Linked DNA regions of Sus scrofa: all the other regions are linked to region 2. A link is a contact called in public Hi-C and promoter capture Hi-C data. All regions are on one chromosome and are shown on one strand. Each heading gives the region's core, a stretch centred on a gene start, on an enhancer-like site or on the middle of the called end of the contact. The rest is flanking DNA. Distances are from core to core; before and after follow the strand shown.

Evidence for each region. Promoter capture Hi-C pulls out the DNA fragments that hold promoters and counts their contacts. Hi-C and Micro-C count contacts between places; a contact is called where the count stands out from the background.
Region 1: a contact with region 2 is called in a promoter capture Hi-C map of liver, with 5 times the contacts expected there. The contact joins the promoter of ZZEF1 here to the promoter of NCBP3 in region 2. A contact is called at or near these places in 1 of 5 promoter capture datasets (liver) and 1 of 2 datasets of contacts at active chromatin or transcription factors (alveolar macrophages).
Region 3: a Hi-C map of liver shows a contact between it and region 2, with 5 times the contacts expected there. The contact joins the promoter of SHPK here to the promoter of NCBP3 in region 2. A contact is called at or near these places in 2 of 47 Hi-C or Micro-C datasets (heart right ventricle and liver).

What each region holds. Positions count from the first base shown.
Region 1 is chr12:50,153,921-50,157,240 of Sscrofa11.1, reverse strand. ZZEF1 (zinc finger ZZ-type and EF-hand domain-containing protein 1) reads left to right here and starts at 1,983. Exons shown (of 56, transcript XM_021067699.1): 1 at 1,983-2,359. The coding sequence starts at 2,006. LOC100520452 (neuferricin) reads right to left here and starts at 2,025. Exons shown (of 4, transcript XM_021067695.1): 1 at 1,776-2,025. The coding sequence starts at 2,007.
Region 2 is chr12:49,917,467-49,920,853 of Sscrofa11.1, reverse strand. It overlaps NCBP3 (nuclear cap-binding protein subunit 3), which reads left to right and starts at 2,095. Exons shown (of 13, transcript XM_003131866.6): 1 at 2,095-2,327. The coding sequence starts at 2,145.
Region 3 is chr12:49,730,107-49,733,679 of Sscrofa11.1, reverse strand. SHPK (sedoheptulokinase) reads left to right here and starts at 1,361. Exons shown (of 7, transcript XM_005669118.3): 1 at 1,361-1,641. The coding sequence starts at 1,474. It overlaps CTNS (cystinosin), which reads right to left and starts at 2,939. Exons shown (of 12, transcript XM_021067682.1): 1 at 2,497-2,939; 2 at 870-2,010.

The sequences.
Region 1 (3,320 bases), core at 734-3,233, 240 kb before region 2:
GATGCAGGTTCAATCCCTGGCCTTGATCAGTGGGTTAAGGATTCAGTATTGCCACAAGCTGCAGCATAGATCACGAATGTGGCTCAGATTCCACGACGTGGCTGTGGCAAAGGCTGGCAGCTGCAGCTGATTCTACCCCTAGCCTGGGAACTTCCATATGCTGTGGGTGTGGCCCTAAAAAAGAAAAAAAGTAGGTTATTTGTTGCCAGGGGCATAGTAGGAGGAAATGGGGAATGACTCCTAACAGATAAGGAGTATCTTTGGGGGATGATAAAAAATGCTCTGGAATTAGTTAGTGGTGGTGTTTGCACAACTTTCTATGTTAAAAACCACTGATGGAGCTCCCACAGTGGTGCAACGGGATCAGCCATGTTCCTGCAGTACCAGGACAAAGGATCTATCCCCCTCTGGGCACAGTGGGTTAAAGTATTTGGCCATTGACACAGCTGGAGTTGATCCTTGCCCTGGGAGCTACATATGCCGCCAGGCAGCCAAAATGAAAACAAAAACACACTGAATTGTACTCTCTTAAAAAGGATGGATTTTACTTATTTATTGGCCATGCTCACTGCATTGAGAAGTTCCTGGGCCAGGGAATGAACCTGCACCACAGCAGTGACCCCAGCCACAGCAGTAGCAAAGTGGGATCTTCAACCACCAGGCCACCAGGGAACTCTGATAAGCTTTTTCAAGGAAGGCAGACAAGTACGTCTATACTAGAAGCAAGAACGATTCAAGCTTCTTAGGGAAAATTTGGAGTGGGGTGAAAGAAAAGTCACTTTGGATTGGAACACACTATAGAAATGATTAATCAGCAGGGCAACTCTGAGGGCAGGGCCAGGGCCTCACTCATCTCTGCCTTGAGAGCTAGGCAATGTGGCACAAAGTAGGTATTCTACTGGCGGTGAAAGAGTGAACAACAGGCAAGAGATGTATTTGTTCAACCTAAGTCACGAAGAGCGGTGGGGAGACAGGACAGAGGCAGGTAACAGGTGCCCACAGTCCTGCCAGAGTCAAAACAGACCAGAACGATGATGTATCTGAGAACGGCCCCCAAAGTGGTCTGACAAATGTGGGTAGGAAAAAAAAAAGCAGATGAATAAACGAAGGAACGAATGAATGAGTGAATGAATGAAACGCAGTCGGCAACCCGCCCGCGTCGTAGCAGGAAACGGCGGGAGCCGCCCGGCTAATACCTGCGAAGCCGCTATACGGGGCCCCAGGTTCGTAGTGCCTCCGGCCAGAGGACACATCGTAGACGCGGCCGAGCAAGGCCAAGTAGAGGCCAGGGTCCCCAGGGCGGCCGCGATAGCGGGCCAGCTCCTCGGGTATGAAAAGGCGGAAGTCAGCGCGGGGACTCCACCAGCCTGTCAGCCGAGCGATCATCGCCGCCACCGCCGCCGCGGCCAGGCCCAGCCAGAGCCCACGCCCGCCGAGCCTCGGCATTTAGACAGCTGTACCCCTCCGCTGCTCCGAAGTTGCCACCTCCGTCCACAACCAAGATGGTGGAGGAGCCGCCGCAACGTCATCGGCGCGACGCGCGCTCTCCCGTGTCCTCCTGTCGTTAAGGGGACCACGGAAAGGGAAGTCTTTGGCAAAAGCGTCACTACTTAGCTCCAACTCTTTCTCGTACTTTACCAGCATAGGTAGTGAACGTGGAACGATACCGAGAAAGTGAGCAGCGACAAGCTTTCTGGGCCCTCAAGTTGCCGCCCCCAACAAAGATGGTGGCAAAAGGAGGCTGGGGGATGACGTAGACATAACTGGAGACGCACCCTCCTGGAAATCCGGCTGTCCTCGGTTAGCTGTTTCACGACAGCCGGTGGAGTCCGCCTGACGGCGTCGTTGCGACAGTAGTCCTCGCTTGTGGGCGAGGAAGCCGGAAGCCGCAGCCGCCGCCGTCGTCCCCTCCCCGTCCCCGCCCGCCGGGTGCCGTCGGAGGTTGACAGGTCGTGGCGGGGAGGCGGCGGCGGCGGCCGAGCCGGGCGCCCGAGGCGGAAACCCCATGGGGAACGCTCCGAGTCACAGCAGTGAAGACGAGGCGGGAGCCGCCGGGGGCGAAGGCTGGAGCCCGCACCAAGACTGGGCCGCGGACTCCGGCACGACCCCCGGCCCGGGCCCCGCGGCCCCGGCGCTGCCCCCGGCCGCGGCTCTGCTGGAGCCGGCTCGGCTGCGAGAGGCGGCGGCTGCGCTGCGGCCCACCCCACCCTGCGAGTCTCTGGTGTCTAGGCACCACGGCGCGCTGTTGCGCTGGCTGGAAGAACGGCTGGGCCGCGGCGAGGAGTCCGTCACCCTGGAGCAGTTCCGGGAGGTGCTGGAGGCTCGTGGCGCCGGCTGCTCGGGCGAGCAGTTCGAGGAGGTCAGGGCTGACTGGAGATTGTGGGGCGGGGGCAGGGGCAGTCATCCCCAAGGGCGTGAAGAGGTGGGTGGTGGCTTTGGAGAGCCTAGGCGGGAATCCATAGGGTCTGCAGGTTCTGAAACTAGGAGCAAGGGTGTGCCGGGACCTATACTGGCGCTTCCAGCCTGCTCGAGCGGGTCGACTGTGAATCTCTTTAACCTTTACTGGGCATGTAGAAAGCCTAGGTCGTTCTTACTCAGAAGTACTGACCAAGCCTAGATGTGTCTGCATGTTGCTGTAGTACAGACCTTTGCGCTGTCCCCTGACACTGGTTCAGCTGCCCTCTGGAGCTTAGTGATCATGCTCCAGAATGGTTTAAGATGTGGTGCAGGGATCAAGGGAGTGGCCATGAGAACCATTCTGTTTTATAGGCTCGTGGGTTTTTAGCCCGCACCTTCCAAATCCAGTGTGGGGGCCCAGCAAATGTGGGAGGAGAGTAACATTTACTGGAAAAATTCACATTCTGAAAGGCACTCTCACCACAAAAACTGGCTTTTCCAAAACACATGTTAGCTTTTAGGTTTTTGAAGAACCATGTTTTAGACTCTCTTAAATGTCCCTCGAACCTAAAACTGATAGGCAAATACCAGGTTTCATGTGACTACTTGTAATTGTACAGTTTGGGGCATAATCATCAACGTCATCTCTGCTAAGTGATGAACAGTGAATTGATTCGGCAAGAAAATGTTTTCCTTAGAAGAGATCTTGGCAATTATCTATACCAAACACTTCATTTTATTTTATTTTTTTAGGGCCGTATCCTCGTCATGTGGAAGTTCCCAGGCTAGGGGTCGAATCGAAGCTTCAGTTGCCAGCCTACACCACAGCCAGAGCAATGTTGAATCCGAGCCTTGGCTGTGGTCTACACCACAGCTCACAGCAACGCCAGGTCTCGGACCCCACTGAGTGAGGCTAGGGATCA
Region 2 (3,387 bases), core at 846-3,345:
GGCCTAACCACATGATTCATGCTAGAATCTCCCAGGGCCAAGAATGAACCCATGCCATAGCAGCAACCCAAGCCACTGCAGTGACAATGCCAAATCCTTACCCCTTGCACCACAAAGGAACTCCATCCAAGGGAGCTTTTAAAAAAAATCAGCCACCATTAGAGATTCTGATTTAATTGGTCTGGGATGTACGTATTCTGGTGTCTTTTTTTTTTTTTTTTTTTTTTTTTGGTTTTAACAAATAGATTTGGAGGGACCCTTTCAAGTTGATAAAAAAATTTAGTAGAAAGTACAGAGTTCCCATAGACCCACTCACTCCCTTCTCCCACCCCCCAGTTTCCTCTGTTAATAACATCTTGCCTTAGTGTGGTACATTTGTCACAATCCATGAGATAATATTGATGCATTATTGTTAATTAAAGCCCACATTTCACTTTATTTTCCCATTGAGCCCCATAACACAGCAGTGATCCAAGCCACAGCAGTGACAATGCTGGATCCTTAACTGCTTGGCCACCAGGAAACTTAACATTTTCTTTAATTGTAGGCACTTTACTTCACTACTGACCTGCCCATGTTCCAAGAATAGACATGAACTGGGGGTCTGGGCGTGCTTGTGTGTGCCCAACTTAGAACTGCACCTGACTTCCATCAGGTGTGTCCGATGCTGGTCATGCTCTTCCTTGGTTTTTAACTGTTTGTTCCTCCATGCTCAGAGCTCTTGGAGTCTCAGTTTTGTGGTGTATAAAATGGGCCAATCATTGGAAGACCTGGAAGAGATAAAAGATGTCAAGGAAAATGCGTTGTATACCTACAGACTTGCGCAAATGTGATAGACCAAGGCTGACTCTGGGGTCTGGAGGCAGACTGTTTAGACTCACATCCAAGTTTATCCCTTAAATACCCTGTCACCTTGAGTAAATTTTTATTTTCTTCCTTCATTCCTCTCTCTCTCCCTCTTTCCCTCCCTCTCTTGCCTCTCTCTTCTCTCTCTCCTTTTTCTTTCTTCACCCCTCTTCCTTCCTGCCTTTCTCTTTCTTTCTTTCTTTTTTTTTTTTTTTTGTCTTCTTGCCTTTTCTAGGGCTGCTCCCATGGCATGTGGAGGTTCCCAGGCTGGGGATCCAATCAGAGCTGTAGCCACCGGCCTATGCCAGAGCCACAGCAACGTAGGATCTGAGCCGCGTCTGCAACCTACACCACAGCTCACGGCAACGCCAGATCCCTAACCCACTGAGCAAGGCCAGGGACTGAACCCGCAACCTCATGGTTCCTAGTGGAATTCGTTAACTACTGCGCCACGACGGGAACTCCTCTTTCTTTCTTTCTTTTGTGTATGTGTGTGTTTTGTCTTTTCAGCGCTGCACCTGACACATATGGAGGTTCCCAGGCTAGGGGTTGAATCAGAGCTGCAGCTGCCAGCCTACACCTCAGCCACAGCAACGCGGGATCCAAACCGCTTCTGTCACCTACACCACAGCTTAAAGCAACACTGGATCCTTAACCCACTGAGCAGGGCCAGGGACTGAACCCTAGTCCTCATGGATACTAGTCAGGTGTGTTAATCACTGAGCCACGATGGGAACTCTAATTTTATGGCTGCACCCACAGCATATGGAAGTTCCGGGGCCAGGGATTCATTCCCAGCCTCAGCTGTGACCTATGCCGCAGCTGTGGCAAGGCCCGATCCTTTAACCCACTGAGGCACAGTGGGAACATCAATCTTGGTTAAATTTAAATGCCTCCGTTTGTAGTAGTAATACTTCAAAGGGTATGTGTAAGGATTCGGGCGCTTGGAACAGTCATTGGCAGGTAATGATTGCTTGGTGCAATTATTACAGGTATACTGCCCAAGGTGTGTAGCTATTTTCTAAGGCCAGACTGCAGCGAAAGGCTCCAGGCCCCGCCCCCTCCAGTAGGCCCTGCCCTTGTTCCCACTCGGTCCCGCCCTCTTTTCCACCAGATCCCGCTTCAGCTGGCCCTCAGGTACCTCCCGCCACTAGGGGGCGTCGTGGCTAAACAGGGCCCTTTAGCTGCAGCAGGCGACGCTCTAGGTAGCGGAGGCCGTTGCTCTGTGGCTAGTGGCAGCGGCGCTCTAGCCGGTGGTGTGCGGGGAGGGCGCTCAGTGGTGCGGCCGGCGGGCGGCGATGGCGGCCGTTCGGGGCCTGCGAGTGTCGGTGAAGGCAGAGGCCCCGGCGGGACCGGCCTTGGGGCCCCTGTCGCCTGAAGCGGAGTCCGGTTTGGACCGCGGCGAGCCGGAGCCCATGGAGGTGGAGGAGGGCGAGCTGGAGATCGTGCCGGTGCGGCGCTCGCTGAAGGAACTGATCCCGGTATGGGCGGGGGGGCGGGGGCGAGGAGGAGGTCGCCGAGCGAGTGTCCCGCGCCGGAGCAGGCCGGAAAGGGAGGCGGCGGGGGCTGGGGCCAGGGACGGGGGCATTCAGAGGAATGGGAGAGGGGGACGAGCCCTTGGGGGACGGGGGCTGGGACCGGGAGCAAAAGAAAGGACGCCTGAGCGCCCGGAAATGGGTATTGAGGGGGCTGGAGGAGGTGGGGTTGAGCTGGGGGGTAGTTGAGGACACCCTCTTTGCTGCCACTCTGAGCCAGTCTTTGCAAGAGGGTGGGCGAGGAGGGGTTAGGATTGTTTGGCGGCTTGAGATAAAGGGGCAGCCTCGGGCGGGAACAGAACCCGGAGCGGCCCAGAAGGAACTGTCGGGCGGGGGGAGGCGCCGGCATCCCGCCTCCCTGTGGGTCCTGCACCGGTGGAGCTGATGTCTGTTAAACACAGCACTCGCGGTTTTCCTTGGAGGGCTGAACTTGTCAGCTGCAGAAACTCAGTGTCCCTATTGTGATTTGAGGGTCATCTTGCTCCACCGCATCTGACCCTTAATTAAACCAAAACATCGTAAACCAGCAGTGGTCCGTCTTTTATCGCAATGGGGAATGTGAGAGGTGTTTTGCTTGTTGTGGTTTGAGAGTCCTATGTCTGGTTCTTAGGGTCGGTCTCAGGCCTGCAGAGCTCTTCTCATGTACTTAATTTCTCACCAGACATGGACTGTTTATGTTTTCAAGTCTTGCTTTTAACTGAGATTATGGGAAAAGGTAGAGGTAGGAGCACTAAAGATAGCAAATGATAATGCTGACTCCGGCAACCACAATTAACATAGTGGCATTTTACCATTTACTGCATTGTATCGTTTAAATATCACTGTGACTGCGAAGTAGACGTTATCCCCTTGTTCATTCAGTTCAACCTGTACTTATTGCATCCTCCACTTTGTGCCAGGCATAGTCCTAGGCGCTTGATCAAGATCAAGATCAAACTCCCTCCTGGAATTGACACTCCAGTTGGGGGACACAACTAAACTCGTAATTACCAATATTGGTGAGTGC
Region 3 (3,573 bases), core at 112-2,611, 190 kb after region 2:
TCACCTGTTCTACAATCTGGACCTCCCTGGATCTTCTCTTGGAGAAATTAATACAAACAGTGGCAAAGAGTGTGCCCCTTGGAGACAGACTTCACAGGTTTGAACCTGAGCTCCCCGTTTATTAGCTGTGTGGCTCTGGGTGCTACTTAACCTCCTCAAGCTTCAATTTCCTAAAGTGAAAACATGGGCAGTGGGAACTAAGTCATAGGGCTTATATGAGATGAAACATTAAGCACGGTTTGTGGCCTTTTAATCAGAAGTATTAAAACTTCAAGGGGGTGGGTGTTGGTAAGGAAAAAAAGTTGAGAAACAATAAAGTAAATACAGCTGGTGCCCAGGGCGCCTAGCAAGCTCTCACAAAGCCCGGGCTGTTGTTTTCTTCAATGTTGTTGAAAAAGGCTGGGCCCAGTCGTCCTCCCTTTCTCTATCCTGAAAGCCCCGGAGGGCGGGGCCGGATCTCATCCTGCCCACTCCCCTGGGGCCAGGCTGGCACTTGAGCACCCTAAAAGGAGTTCGAAGTGGTCTTTTCAGCGTCTCACATCCGCAGAGCAATCTGCAAACTCCCAGACCCAGATTCAGGAGGCAACTAAGCAAAAGGCGGGGAAAGGGGCGCTAACCTGCACTGTAGAGCCTCCCAAAGCACCTCGGCAGCCTAGTGTCCCTGCCTCCACTCGCTACCACCCGAGCCCTTCAATCTGGGGGCTCTCCGCGAGGCCGGGGCTGGCGGCAAGAGACAGAACCCGGCGCAGCTAAGAGAGGCTGGAAGCGCGGCAGGCTGTCCAACTGGCTTGCTGTGCGAGTCTCTGGACCTCAGGGGGTGCGCCTGAGAAATGAGGGGGAGAGGCTTTCGGGGCCGCGCAGGCTCTCACCTGAGGTCCTCTAGCTTCAGAGGACCGGTTGCACTGGACGCAGGAGCGGCTCTCGACGGTACCCGCCTCTCTCCGCCGGCTTGACTTAACTGTGGGGCGGGCCAGAAGTCACCTGACCCGAGCCACCTGATTCACGGAGGCCAGATCTCGGCGCGATGCACCCTGGGAGCTGTAGTTTTTCCGCGTCTCAGAGGGACAATTAGGGGTTGGAGCGAAGCGGAGGGGCGCAGGCAACTCGGCAGGGATGGGGACTCGGGTATGTGAGAGGGTTTAGTCAGCAATAGGGCCACAGAGGCTCTCTCATCCCCCAGCGCCTCTCGGTATCCCGAAGAACTTTGTTGAGCGAGGACAAAGCTTCACTCCAATTCGCAAATCTTGCTCTGCGGGGCGGGGCCCCTAGGTCCCGCCCTCCACCACGGCTCCGCCTATAGCAGGGGACGGTCACGCGGGGCGCGCGACTCAACCTTCCTCAACCAATGGGGAGACGAATTCGCCCGTGTCCAGCGTGTCTGGAAAGAGTGGCAGGCGAGGCTCCGCCTTGGCTCCCTGGTCCTGGGCGAAGTGTGCGGGAGAGGGCGCCTCGGCCCCAGACGCAAGCGCTGCCATGGCTGCTCGATCTGTCACTCTGGGCATCGACTTGGGCACCACATCTGTGAAGGCGGCCTTGGTGGAAGCCTCACCGGGTGACCCTTCCGGGTTCGTGGTACTGGCGAGCTGTGCACGAGCTGCGCAGGCCGAGACGGCGGCCCAGAGCGCGGCGGCCGGGTCCCAGGTGAGGCAGCGTCCTGGAGTCGCGCCGCCTCCAGGAGCCTCCACTCTTCCTCCTCAAACAAGTCTCCCTGACAGCTCCAGCCTGCCTGATCTCTGCCTGCCTGCTGCAACTCCCTCCATTAGGTTTCCTCTCAGGAAATTTCCCACCTCCTGGCACCGATCTTCCCGACTCTCCGGCCTTCTCGAGGAGCCTTGCCCTTGGCTCTCTATGTATATCCCCTTGCTCTCTGCACTCTTACCTTGTGTACCTTGACCTGCAGGTAGTTGCTCTCTTATACATGGAGAGATCTCAGGTCTCCTTATTTTTGTGGCTCTCTGCCCCGCACATTTGCCAGTGTCCTCGATTCTCTAGGGCAAGGTCTGCTTTTTCCTTGAGAAATCAGATGTAGAATCAGATGTAGCCTGCCCCTTTCTCAACCAGATGTAACCTGCCCCAGTCCCAGAAGAGGTCTGTGAGTGGAGGGACTCAAACACTTGGACAGCAAAAGTGCCCCAGCCCCAAAGGCTGATACACCTTTGGAGGAAAGACATCAGGACAGATAGAAAGACATTGAGAGAGATCTTGATTAAAATATTAGAAAAAGTCAGAGTTCCCATTGTGTCTCAGCGGTAACGAGTCCTACTAGTATCCATAGAATGTGGGTTTAATCCCTGGCCTGGCTCAGTGGGTTAAGGATCCGGTGTTGCTGTGAGCTGTGGTGTAGGCCAGGAGCTGCTGCTTGAACTCCAGCCCTAGGCTGGTAACTTCCATGTGCCAAGGGTTCAGCCCTAAAAAAAAAAAAACAAGAAAAGAAAAGAAAAAACAATTAGAAAAAGTTCAAATTGTTAAAGCTACAAGATAGAAACAAAATCTCACCTCCGTGTGTTCAGCTGAGGCATATGGGTTCCGAAAGGATGTCAATCCCCAAAGCTGGGTTCCATTAACTCCCAGAGAAACGTAGCTTATGTTCAGATCATTGACACTAGAAATTAACATCAAGGAACTTTGTGTGTAACCTCACGAATTTTTTTTTTCCTCCTGGATCTCAGCTTGTTCTCAGAGTTGAAATAAGTGACCTTTATGGTCCCTTCCAGCCACAAATCTCAATTTTCTGAGCCAAGCTTCACTCCTAAGAGCTTTGTTGTTCATAAGCTCTTGCCACATACCTGGACTCCGTTCTACAGGGTTCAGAGTCCATCCTGCTCAGAAGCATTTTAGAGGACAAAGATTTCAGGAACACTTTGCATTTTCATAGGACCTTTCAAAATTAGTTTGGTTGGGGGCATCAGGGTATTTTAGAATGATTATCTCATTTTATGGACTATGAAATGGAGGGAAAATCAGCTCTGACCCTGTGGATGTGAGTGGCAGAGCTGGGATTCTAGGGGGTGAGTTTAGGCAGTGCCCTTTTCTCTTGAAGTAGGGCCACTTTATGAACACTTTCCCCACTCCCCCAGCTTTTAACAGGCTGTTCTTTGCTTACAGGCACACCCAGGGCTCCGCACCTGCCTAGGGAGGGGTTTAGGGTAATAACTCCCCTTGCATCCTCGTGTGTGTTGTGATCTGGGACAAATGCATTGCTGTAATTTCATTTGTAGCAGGATTTCTCAACTTTGGCACTGTTGATATTTTGGGTTGAATGATTCTTTGTTGTGGGGGGGGGGCTGTCCTGTGCATTGTAGGATGTTGAGCAGAATCCCTGGCCTCTAACCAACTGCATGCCAGTAGACTCTTCCCCCCTAATTGTGACGCCCCAAAACTGTCTCCATATTTCCAAAGGCTCCCTGGGGAACAAAAATCACCCCTGGGGTAAAACTACTGAACTGTAGAAATACCTGGTGGCTCTGTTCTTTCCTCATGTCCATCCTTCTCACTCTTTAGAAGTATGGTGCACTCCACGACACTTTGGGGATCGTGTTCGGCCCTGTGGGAAAGATCAGCCTATTATCTGTT